3 separate regions of the Pan troglodytes genome follow, and all the other regions are linked to region 1. The links are chromatin contacts, called in public HiChIP or PLAC-seq maps. All regions are on one chromosome and are shown on one strand. Each heading gives the region's core, a stretch centred on a gene start, on an enhancer-like site or on the middle of the called end of the contact. The rest is flanking DNA. Distances are from core to core; before and after follow the strand shown. Region 1 holds the start of TGOLN2 (trans-golgi network protein 2). Region 2 holds the start of GGCX (gamma-glutamyl carboxylase). Region 3 holds the start of MAT2A (methionine adenosyltransferase 2A).

Region 1 (3,864 bases), core at 858-3,357:
TGTCCCTTCACGGTTCTCACTGGAGGCAGAACCGGACATCTTTTCTTTCTCTTCTTTGGGCGGTGAGCCCTCCTCAGGTCCTGTATCATCATCTTCAGCCTCTTTGGGCTCCACATCCTCAGTAGGCTCTGAAGACTTAACTTCCTCCTGCGGGGGAGAAATGAGGTCAGTTTCCTCCCCAGATTCGGTTTTGAAAGCATGAGGAGAAAGCTTCCCTTTGTCAGCAAGCTGGTTTGTGTCAGCCTTGGGGAGCTCCTTGTTATCAGAAGGGTTGGAGATGGGCTTGGAATGGTCTTTCCGGGAAGGCGGCTCTAGAACCACCTTGTTAGGGCTGTCTTTTGAGGTCTGCTCCTCCGCACCCGACTTGCTGGGCCCGTCTATTGCGCCCTGCTCCTCTGCACCGGACTTGTTAGAGCCGTCTTTTGGAGTCTGCTTCTCCGCTCCCGACTTGTTAGGGACGTCTTTTGGGGTCTGATCCTCCGCACCCGACTTGCTGGAGCCGTCTTTTGGGGTCTGGCCGTCCGCACCCGACTTATTAGGGACATCTTTTGTGGTCTGCGCCTCCGAACCTGACTTGCTAGGGCTGTCTTTTTGGGTCTTTGCCTCCGCACCCGACCTGTTGGGGCTGTCTTCTGGGGTCTGCGCCTCCGCACCCGATTTGCCAGTGCTGTCTTCCGGATGCGACTTACTAGTGCTGTCTTTTGTGGTCTGCGCCTCCGAACCCGACTTGCTAGTGCTGTCTTTTTGGGTCTTTGCCTCCGCACCCGACTTGTTGGAGCTGTCTTTTTGGGTCTTTGCCTCCGCACCCGACTTGTTGGGGTTGTCTTCTGGGGTCTGCGCCTCCGCACGCGACTTGCTAGGGCTGTCTTTTGGAGTCTGCGGCTCCGGATCCGACTCGGTAGAGCCTCCAGGCCGTTGGCTCAAGCTGGGGTGGGTGGAGACGTTTCCTGCAGAAGGCCGTACTCCAGCTTCTTCTTGCTTGACACTTTTGGTGGCCAAGAGCGGCACGGCTCCTGAAATAGAAAAACGAGTTAGCACCGGAGAAGGGCAGGCGGGAAGAAGGAACTCCTCAGAACTGGAAGAGATCGGGAGCAGCGGGGGAATGGGGATTGGGGGGTGGGGCGGGAGACGATGGCGAGCGAAGAGGTGGGTCGGGTAGGGAAGAAGCGAGCCTAGAGGTGACCTGCCCAGGTGAGAATGGGGGATCTGGGGGCAAGAGTGGGATGCGGGATGGAGGGTCTTACCCGCCGCTGCGACGTTCAGGAGGACCAAGGCAACCACGAACCGCATCCTGCTCGGATAGCGCTTCCGCCCTCTAACGCTCTCGCGAGATCCGCGCGCGGGGCCCCTCTCCAGTCCCGCCCCTGCTGCGCGCGTCTCTCAGTCTCCCGCTGCCGCCAAGACGAAGGGCGGGATTTAGGGGGCAGCTGCTGATGTCTGCGCTCGCCTTCGGCTGCTTCGCTTACGGTCGCCGAGTGGAAGGCGAGCCTCTTCTTCCTGGTTTCTCGTCTCCACCACAGCCACAACAGTCTGGCCCTCCGTTTTTCGTCCCCTCCGCCTCGTACTTCCGAGACCTTACAGGCAGAGCTGGAGCTCCCTCGCCTCTCGCACTGGCCGCGGAAGTGAGGTCACTAGGGGCAGGCGCCTCTTGGCCACCACCATCGTGTGCTTGCGTTTCTATCCTCTGCTTTTTTCGTGGTTCCCTCCTGGCAGTACACAAACGTGCTGTGCTCTGGTCTCTCCCATGTGGGAATAAATCCATCCGATCACCTGCAAAGCGTTGCCTTCGCATCCTGGCCCTCCTCCTTCCCGACTCCACGGAGACGGTGTCCTTCCAGGTCGCCAAACATCTTTTCCAAAAAGTGCATCCTTTTTCTGATACAGAAGCAGAAAACAAAGCCTGACTCCTACCCTTCCGGGATAATCACTATTAATGTTTTAGTGTATTGTCTGCCCTCTAAACATTTTATGTTTTTGAATAGATAATACATTATAATGTTTCAGAAATGAAAACCGGATTTTAAAGTAAACAGACTTTAGAAAAGTCTTCCTACTCCTCCACAGGTTACCGCTTACATTAGTTTATTATGTGTCCATTTCGTTTTGTAAAAAAAAAAAAAAAAAAAAAAAGGACTCTTTCCCTTCTTAATTAGTGTATTTCTCTTTTCTTCTATGCATATTTATTTTCTCCCCATATTGGGATAATCAGGTAAGTGGTTTTGTATCTCACCGTTTACAGTTACTGTTATGTTTATACATTAAATGTCTGAAATCACTTTATGAACGATTGCCAGGCTTGGTGCTTTGGAGACAGTGATTTAAGAAATTATAGGTCTTATATGAGATTACATCAAGTTAAAAAGCTTCTGCACAGCAAAGGAAACAGTGAAGAAACAACCTACATAATGGGAGAAACTATTCGCAAACTATCCATCCGACAAGGGATTAATAACTAGAATATATAATAAACTCAAGGAAAAAATATAATTAAATGGGCACCAGCCGGGGCAACATGGTGAAACCCCATGTCTACCAAAAATACAAAAAATTAGCCAGTCATGGTGGCCTGTGCATGTAATCCCAGCTACTCAGAAGGCTGAGGATGGAAGGATTACTTGAGCCTGGGAGGTGGAGGTTGCAGTGAGTTAGCCAAAATCTTATCACTGCACTCCAGCCTAGGCAACCATCTCAAAAAAAGAAAAAGAAAAAAGAAAAACATGGGCAAAGGACCTGCTGAATAGACATATCTCAAAAGATGACATACAAATGGACAACATAGAAATGATATATGAAAAAATGCTCACTATCACTAATCATCAGGGAAATGCAAATCCAAACCACAATAAGAGATCATCTCAGCCCCAATTAGAATGGCTGTTATCAAAAGAAAAAAAAATACAAAATGGTGACAAAGATAAGAAGAAAAGGGAATGCTAATATCCTGTTGGTGGGAATGTAGATTAGTACAGCCATTATGGAAAACAGTATTGGCAGGGCATGGAGGCTCACACCTGTAGTCCCAGCACCTTGGGAGGCTGAGGCAGGCAGATGGCTTGAGCCCAGGAGTTCGAGATCAGCCTGGGCAACGTAGCAAGACTCTTGTCTCTATAAAAAAAAAAGGAAAACAGCACAGAGTTTCTCAAAAACTAAAAATAGAACTGCCATATGATCCAGTATTCCCACTGCTGGGTATGTACAAAAGAAAGGAAATAAGTATATCTAAGATATCTACTCCTGTAATCCCAGCACTTTGGGAGGCTGAGGCAGGGGGATCACATGAGCCTAGAAGTTCCAGACCAGACTGGGCAACATGGCAAGATCCCATCTCTCTTTTTTTTTTTTTGAGACAGGGTCTTACTCTGTCACCCAGGCATGAGTGCAGTGGCACGATCTCAGCTCACTGCAATCTCCATCTCCTGGGCTCTAGTGATCCCCCACCTCAGCCTTCCAAGTAGCTGAGACTAGTGGATCTCATGGAAGTAGAGGTGGTTACCAGAGGCTGGGAAGGGAAGATGGGAGGGAAGATGAAGAGAAGTTTGTTAATGGGTACAAAAATACAGATACATAAAAGGAGTAAGTCTGTAGTCAGTAATACGGTAGGAAAATATAGTTAACAAAAACATTGTATATTTTAAAAGAAAAGAATTGTAGTGTTCCCAATACAAAGAATAGATAAATATTTGAGTTGATGGATATCCCACTTACCCTGATTTGGTCATTACATATTGTATACCTGTATAAAAATACCACCACATGTACCCCATAAATATGTACAACTATATTTTAAAAAAGTTTTTTTTGGATGGAGTGCAATGGCGCATTTTCGGCTCAGCGCAACCTCTGCCTCCCAGGTTCAAGCGATTC
Region 2 (3,864 bases), core at 1,003-3,502, 230 kb after region 1:
TTGTGAGAAGGGGAATACATCACAGGACTACAGAGAGGATTAAATTACAGAAATGCACAAAATGCTATAAAAACTGTTAGGATCTTGACAGCTATAAAGATCCATCCTATTGAGCTTCAGAAAGTGCTCTGGGAGGCCAGGCACGGTGGCTCACGCCTGTAATCCCAGCACTTTAGGAGGCTGAGGTGGGCAGATCACCTGAGGTTGGGAGTTCGAGACCAGCCTGACCAACATGGAAAAACCCCGTCTCTACTAAAAATACAAAAAAATTAGCCAGGTGTGGTGGCGCATGCCTGTAATCCCAGCTACTCAGGAAGCTGAAGCAGGAGAATCACTTGAACCTGGGAGGCGGAGGTTGCAGTGAGCCGAGATCACACCATTGCACTCCAGCCTGGGCAACAAGATTGAAACTCCGTCTCAAAAAAAAAAAAAAAAAAGAAAGAAAGAAAGTGCTCTGGGAGTGCTTCTCAACCTTTTCTGCTTCCTGGCACACTCCAAAAACAGTTGCATTTCGTCAACACCCTGGGAATAAACAGAAGAGGCTACTCAGATCAGGAAGCCAGCTTGAGATAAAGCAGGGTTTCTCAACTTCAGGACTAGTCACATTTTGGGCTGGTTAATTATTTATTGAGGGGGATTATCCAATGCACTACAGGACATTTAGGAGCACTCCCTGACCTCTATAGAGATGCCAGCAGCCACCTATTCTTCCTCCCCCAAGTTGTGACAACTAAAAATGTCTCTAAACATTGCCAAATGTCTTCCAGGGAGCAAAACTCCCTCCAGTTGAGAACTACTGGGCTAAGGGGACTAATATCTCTGCACATCTGTAAACCATTCCAAGCACACCATGCTGTGGCCTCAGTTAAGAAGCTCTTGATTAGGGAGTCACAGCCAAAAGGTATGGTCCCTGTGGCCCCCTGCTCTGTTTTTCTGAGTCTTCTGGGCAACTTCATGCCACAAGCAAAATGGGTCACTGCTGCCTCGCCTCTACATATCATATAGCATTTCTAGCTGGGTGCGGTGGCTCACACCTGTAATCCCAGCACTTTGGGAGGCCGAGGCAGGCGGATCACCTGAGGTCAGGAGTTTGAGACCAGCCTGGCCAACATGGTGAAACCCGTCTCTACTAAAAACACACATACAAAAAAAAATAAAAAATTAGCCGGGTGTGGTGGTGGGCGCCTGTAATCCCAGCTACTCGGGAGACCGAGGCAGGAGAATCGCTTGAACCCAGGTGGCGGAGGTTACAGTGAGCCAAGATAGCGCCATTGCACTCCAGCTTGGGCAACAAGAGCGAAAGTCCGTCCAAGGAAAAAAAAAAAAGCATTTCTGGCCACCAAGTAAATCCTAACTGTAGGAGACAAAGCAGGTTTAATCCTAAACTTCGCAAAGACCTCTTCTTTTATACCAATGTCTTCAGCTCTGAGGAAAAGGGAGCTAAGTCTACTTGCAACCAAAAAATAGAGATTGTCATTCTCCACTCTCAACCAAATTGCTCCCACCCGTAAACTGGACTCACCAAAAAGAAAACGAAAGACAGCTAGGCTTGCAGGGTCCGTTGGTCGATTCAGCAGGGTCACCAGCCTCCGCCAGCTGGACAAATCTGTCCACTCAAAACCCAAGAGTTTCCCTATTCGGCTGTCCTGCCTGGGCCCTGAGATCAGTTCAGCCTTGTCTTTCTGTACTTTATCTGCAATCAATAAATGGAGAAAGTGTGTGTGCGGGGGTGGACTCCACCTCAAATCAAAGAAATCACAGCACCAACAGCTCAGAGCTTCCGCCCACCCGGGTTGGCTCAATGAGGTTGCCTCAATGATCTGACTATAGGAAACATCCCTGCAGTGCAGCCCCTTCTCCACGATCCCCTAATGTCCCCGAACCCCTCAGACTACAGTCCCCTAACCGCAGTGTTCCCGAATGTCATCATCATTCAGAAGCCGCAGGCTGCAAATGTCTCACAGCACGCCCCCTTCCCCACAGAGGACCCCCCCCGACCGCCTCACCGGGAGACACTGGGCGTCCTCCCGCCCCCGCCCCTCTGAGACCAGCGCTCCTAGGAACTCTCCGCCTGAGGGCGGGGTCCTAAGCCTACCTGAGCTGGGCGAGGTCCGCGCGGACCCGGCAGACACCGCCATTGCTCTGCGGAGGAGGCAGGTGGGTCACAGCAGCCGCGTCTGAACGGAGGCCGCCAGGAGAATTTGCTTCCCTAGGCTCCGCCTCCCGACGCGTCAGCAGCTGTGCGGCCGGCCGCAAAGCGCCAGCACTGTCGTAAATACTACCCCCGACCGGCGGCGCCGGATTCCTTGCTTGGCGGCAGGGGGCGGAACAAGGAGCCTTGGAGCGGGGCAAAGGTACCCCTTAGTGCCGTTGATCTCCAGGGGCACTGTTAGACTCGCCTGTTATGCCTTCCGAGGGGGCCTCTGCTTTTTAAACACTGAAAAGAGTCTGAGTTCCCCAACTTCCTTGGGTCCTCCCCGACCCCATTAGTCCTCTCCGTCCCTGCGTCCCTGCGGTGCTCTCTGGTGTGAGGGATCGGGCGCAAAGGGCAAACTTTTTGTCAGAGTGACGCCGAGTTGAGGACGCGCCTGGAAATGTTGCCTGGGTTTTGAGCTATTGCACGACCCCTTCACTTTCTTTTCCAGGACCTGCAAAGAACCGAGGTTTCAAAGCAGTAGGGGCCGGGCACTGCTCTCGCTTGTAATCCCAACAGTTTGGAAGGCCAATGCGGGAGGATCGATAAAGAAAAAAAAAAAAGGCAACAACAAAAAAAGAAAAAACACTAAAAAAAAAAGTTAGCTGTGTGTCGTGGCGCGCTCCTGTGGTTTCAGCTACTCGGGAGGCTGAGGTGGAAGGTTCGCTTGAGCCCAGGAGTTCGAGGCTGCAGGGAGCTGTGATCGCACCACTGCACTTCAGCCTGGGGGACAGAGTGAGACCCCGTCTCAAAAAAAAAAAAAAAAAACAAGCCGGGTGCGGCAGCAAGCCTGTAATCCCAGCACTTTGAGAGGCCAAGGCGGGCGGATCACTTGAAGTCAGGAGTTAAAGACCAGCCTGGCCAACATGGTGAAACCCCGTCTGTACTAAAAATACAAAAATAATCCGGGCATGGTGGCGTGCGCCTGTAATCCCAGCTACTCGGGAGGCTGAGGCAGGAGAATCGCTTGAACCTAGGAGGCGGAGGTTGCAGTGAGCCAAGATCGCGCTACTGCACTCCAGCCTGGGCGACAGAGTGAGACTCCGTCTCAAAAAACAAACAAACAAACAAAAAAACAACGAAAAAGAAAGAGAAAGGAAAGAAAAGGCGGGAAGAAAAGAAAGAAAGAAAATTAAAAGCACACAGGGAAACAGGAACAACATAACTGAAGAGGGGATACAGAGCAAGGGCAGTGAGTAGAGTGTGGCCCATCAGGAAAGGTTCTCAGAGGTGAGTCTGGAACAGAATTAAATACCTAAATCTCTCCACTGGGATTAGCCAGCAGGAAAAGAAGAAGGCATCCCAGAGAAGCGGTTCTCAAACAGTTGGGTCTTGGGAACCATTTACAGTGTTAGAAATTATAGAAGACCCTAAAAGCTTTGTTTATGTGGATTATATCTTTCAATATTTGCCGTATTAGAAATTTTTTTGGCCGGGCGCGGTGGCTCACGCCTGTAATCCCAGCACTTTGGGAGGACGAGGCGAGTGGATCACGAGGTCAGGAGATCGAGACCATCCTGGCTAACACGGTGAAACCCCGTCTCTACTAAAAATACAAAAAATTATCCGGGCGTGGTGGCAGGCGCCTGCAGTCCCAGCTACTCGAGAGGCTGAGGCAGGAGAATGGCGTGAACCCAGGAGGTAGAGCTTGCAGTGAGCCGAGATCGCAC
Region 3 (3,864 bases), core at 969-3,468, 200 kb after region 1:
AGTAGTGCGGTCTCAGCTCACTGCAAGCTCCACCTCCCGGGTTCACGTCATTCTCCTGCCTCAGCCTCCCACGTAGCTGGGACTACAGGCGCCCGCCACCACGCCCAGCTAATTTTTTGTATTTTTAGTAGAGATGGGATTTCACCGTGTTAGCCAGGATGGTCTGGATCTCCTGACCTCGTGATCCGCCCCGCCTCTGCCTCCCAAAGTGCTGGGATTACAGGCGTGAGCCACCGTGCCCCGCCCCCTTCTGCCATCTTTATATTCGTTCACTTTTCGTTTCCTTCTCTTCCTTTCTTGTCTCTCCCTCTTGAACATTTCTAAGCACCTTGTGTGTGCCAGGCATTCAGTAACAAAGCTTGAGCAAAACAGCCCACCTTCTCATTATCACTGAGCTTACAAGCCTAACTGGGAAGTGGAGACATTCATCAAATAATCACCAAATCTATAATTTGAAACTGCACTTAGTGCCATGAAATAAAACACAGGCCCCTGTGACAAATCTGTGTAGATGAAGGCTTCATCCAGGAAGTGGTAGCTGAGCTGGAGTGAGAAGGATAAGGAGTTAGCCAGGCATCTCCCCACATTTAGAGCGCCGAGTGGGCAGAGACCAGGATTGTTATAGCATTTGCTCCTGGGTCTGACTCACAGATGTGCTCATAAATATTTGTGGAAGGGAGGAAGGGACAATACGAATAATATAAAATAAATGAAAATGTGTCCTCCTTTGTTTTGATACTATGAAATTAATAAAATTAACTGCTACTAAAAAACAAGTTCAAGTAGAACACAGAAAGGAGAGTGTGGCACAAGATAAGGTTGCAGAAGTAGCAGCCAAATCACACTGGGGCCTTGAGTATGTAGAGATTTTAGTCCGTATCCCGACAGCAATTGAAAGCCACTGAAAAGTAATTCACAGGAAATATAGTTAACTTTTTTACAGCTTACATTAAAACAAATTATGTACTAGATACTGTGCTAAAGACTCTACTTGCACTATTTCAATCCTTGAAACAATCCTATGATGTACTATTAATATTCCAATTTTACAGAACGAGGATACTGATGCATAGAGAGGTCGTGACTCCAAACCCCTACTCTTACTGTATTACACCTACACACTATTCACAAGTGAGAGAAGTAGGTAAGCAACTATGTACAGCTAAATCTCATCTCCTTGGCAGGCCTAGCCCCACTGTGGAGTTGGTAGCACAGGGGTATCAGGATTTAATGAGCCAATCATTGACTTTACGCTCCTTGTTCTGACTCTCTAATAAAATAACCTTCCAGTTATATTCTGGCTTCCCATATAGATTTTTCTGCTGGGAGATAATGCACTGACCAGCCTACACACGCATTTTGTTCCAGTTGACAATTTTATTACACATTGTAAGTTAATAAATTGGCATTCTGCTTTAAAAAATAACAAAAAATTTTAATAGTCTTATACAGTTACTTTCCCATGAAGGGTTAGCTTGAAAAGTAAAAAGCAACGAATAAAAATATCATCACCTATTGTCTCTTTTGTGGTCGAACCTTTTCTTGCTGCCTGCTTTGAGCGACCGTGGATGTGGTCACTGAGTCTGGGGAGGAGCCCTTTATCTTCTTTGTCGATGCCCCCAGCACAGCCCAAGTGCTTCCTTTGTTTCCCACTGAGCCTTTAGCAAATCCCACCTTTCCTCCTGCACCGGCGGAGAGGATTGTTCTTGGGAATGCACCTTGTTCTACTGCCTCCAGCAGTAGACAGCTGGAGACTGTTACTAGGGGTCTCTCCTTCACCTCCCCAGCGTAAAGTACATCCCATGCTAGGAGCAGGCCGTTCCCTGAGAACCTCATTAAACCCGGCGTTCTTGTCACGCGCCCCGCTCAGGGCCACCAGGCCACCAGCCCGACCAGACCTGCACCGAGGCCCAGCCCCAGAACAAGCTGCAGAGACCCCCGCCCCCAAGGCGGGCTCCCTCCAAACGGGACTCCATACTCCTTGCTGGTTCAAGTTTTGTTTCGCTCTTTTTCCCTGTAATTCCTTTATTGGGCAAAACTGGGACAAACGCAGGTGGACATTTTAAAGTGAAAGCTTCATGAAACAGCCCATTCCACGCCGTCAAGAGATCTGCTTAAGCACATTCAAGGGAACGAATAGCCCCCACCCACCAAAAAAGAAATGTTCGTTCCATATTCTCCTGACCAGAGGATTGAAACATCGATTCCCCTCCCCCCCCTTTCAAAGGAACAGGAAGGCCACGGGGCAAGGACGGACTTGGGAGCGGCCTCCTTTCTCTCTGGAGGGAAAGGCTGGAGCGCTGCCTCCACTTTAAGTCCACGAACCACGAAGGGTGAGGATCCCTCAGAAACTTTAGCGCAGGGAAGCGGGCAGGAGAGCGATTGTTTAAATCGATGGCAGCACCCTCATTAATCTGCTTTCCGGCCATCTTCAGCAGAGCCATTCACCAGGAAACGACTAGAAGGTGGGCCTGCGCCCCTCAGATATCCCGGGGCCGGCAACAAGCCGGGCAGGGAGGCCGAAGGAAGGCCGTGAGGAGCCCTCGCTGGCCGGCCAAGATGGCCACCTTCACATGGCCGACCGCCACCGGCTCCCTGCCACCCGGCATCTAGAGGCGGGACGGCCAGAAAGACCCCAGCCGCAGCACAAAACCTCCGCGATTCCCGCCGCCTCCGCTGGGGGACGCGACCTCCGGGAAAGCTATCCCGGCCAACGGTCGGAAGGGAGGTGCCATGTCACCGCACAGGGGAGCGGGTCCAGCAAGCCCCAGTCGCTTTTTCTCCCACATGAAACAAGGAAGAGCAAACCCCCCCGTCTCCTCGCGTCTGCATTTTTCCCCTAGCTCTAGCGGCTCAAGATAGCTGAACGGTCTCTGGAGGGCTGGATTGCCACGGCACCTCCCGCGGCCGCGCAGTGTGGTTCAGCCCGGACTCCGCGGAGCGAGCTGCCCTTCCTCCTCCGACCCCCGCGCAAGTGCTGCATTGGCGCGCGGCGCCGAGGGGCGGGGCCCGAGCCGGGCGCGCGCGGGCGCTGCTCTATAAATACCGGGCCGCACCGCCCGCCGCTTCGTTCGCTCCGCGCCGCCCGCCTGCTACGAGTAGGACGCTGTCCGCAGCTTGCGCATTTCGCAGCCGCTGCCGCCTCGCCGCTGCTCCTTCGTAAGGCCACTTCCGCACACCGACACCAACATGAACGGACAGCTCAACGGCTTCCACGAGGCGTTCATCGAGGAGGGCACGTTCCTTTTCACCTCAGAGTCGGTCGGGGAAGGCCACCCAGGTGAGGGGACGGCCTGAAGCGAAGCGTGGGGCGGGGCAGAAGGCAGCGCCAAGGTCCGGCTGGTTGCGGCCGGCCGGTGGTGGGGCCCGCGCGGGTCGTCCTCGTCCGCCGGGTGATGGGAAGAGCGGCGACCGCGCGCTTTCCTCGTGGCGCCGCCAGGGCCTGGCGCGTGGCCGCCGCTCCTCTTCCCCCTCCCCTCTCCACCCTTCCCTTCCCCCCCTCCCTTTCCATTCGGTCGCGCGCCTAGGCATGCGGAAGGTTCCAGAAAACGTGAAGGGCGGGGGCTGTGGTCGCTAGTGAGTTCTGGCCGGGAAGGGAGGGCACTGTTAACCCCTCCCGGCCCTGCCGTCTGACAAACCTGGAGTGGGCGACCCGCCCCGCGTGCTCGCGTCCGGCCCTCGGGAGCGCGCGCCCCGCATTGCAGCGGCGACCACGTGTTTGCCGCATGTGGTGTCTGGGCGAGGGGGAGCCGTGGGCCTCCCCGGCTGTCCTGGCCCTCAGTTTGAGGGGTGGGGGGCCTATGCCTTGGGACGTCGTCTGGCTCCACTGCCTCAGTGGTTAGGTCTTGACTACACACTGGAGAA

The links. HiChIP or PLAC-seq counts read pairs in DNA pulled down with a chosen protein or histone mark.
Region 2: an H3K4me3 HiChIP or PLAC-seq map of stem cell-derived excitatory neurons shows a contact between it and region 1, with 4 times the contacts expected there. The contact joins the promoter of GGCX here to the promoter of TGOLN2 in region 1. A contact is called at or near these places in 1 of 7 Hi-C or Micro-C datasets (stem cell-derived neural progenitor cells) and 1 of 1 datasets of contacts at active chromatin or transcription factors (stem cell-derived excitatory neurons).
Region 3: a contact with region 1 is called in an H3K4me3 HiChIP or PLAC-seq map of stem cell-derived excitatory neurons, with 6 times the contacts expected there. The contact joins the promoter of MAT2A here to the promoter of TGOLN2 in region 1. A contact is called at or near these places in 1 of 7 Hi-C or Micro-C datasets (stem cell-derived neural progenitor cells) and 1 of 1 datasets of contacts at active chromatin or transcription factors (stem cell-derived excitatory neurons).

Annotation. Positions count from the first base shown.
Region 1 is chr12:37,418,223-37,422,086 of NHGRI_mPanTro3-v2.0_pri, reverse strand. It overlaps TGOLN2 (trans-golgi network protein 2), which reads right to left and starts at 2,107. Exons shown (of 5, transcript XM_009442748.5): 1 at 1,245-2,107; 2 at 322-1,013; 3 at 1-147. The coding sequence starts at 1,290.
Region 2 is chr12:37,190,779-37,194,642 of NHGRI_mPanTro3-v2.0_pri, reverse strand. GGCX (gamma-glutamyl carboxylase) reads right to left here and starts at 2,252. Exons shown (of 15, transcript XM_515586.8): 1 at 2,096-2,252; 2 at 1,523-1,693. The coding sequence starts at 2,138.
Region 3 is chr12:37,214,005-37,217,868 of NHGRI_mPanTro3-v2.0_pri, reverse strand. MAT2A (methionine adenosyltransferase 2A) reads left to right here and starts at 2,218. Exons shown (of 9, transcript XM_001167501.8): 1 at 2,218-3,280. The coding sequence starts at 3,190.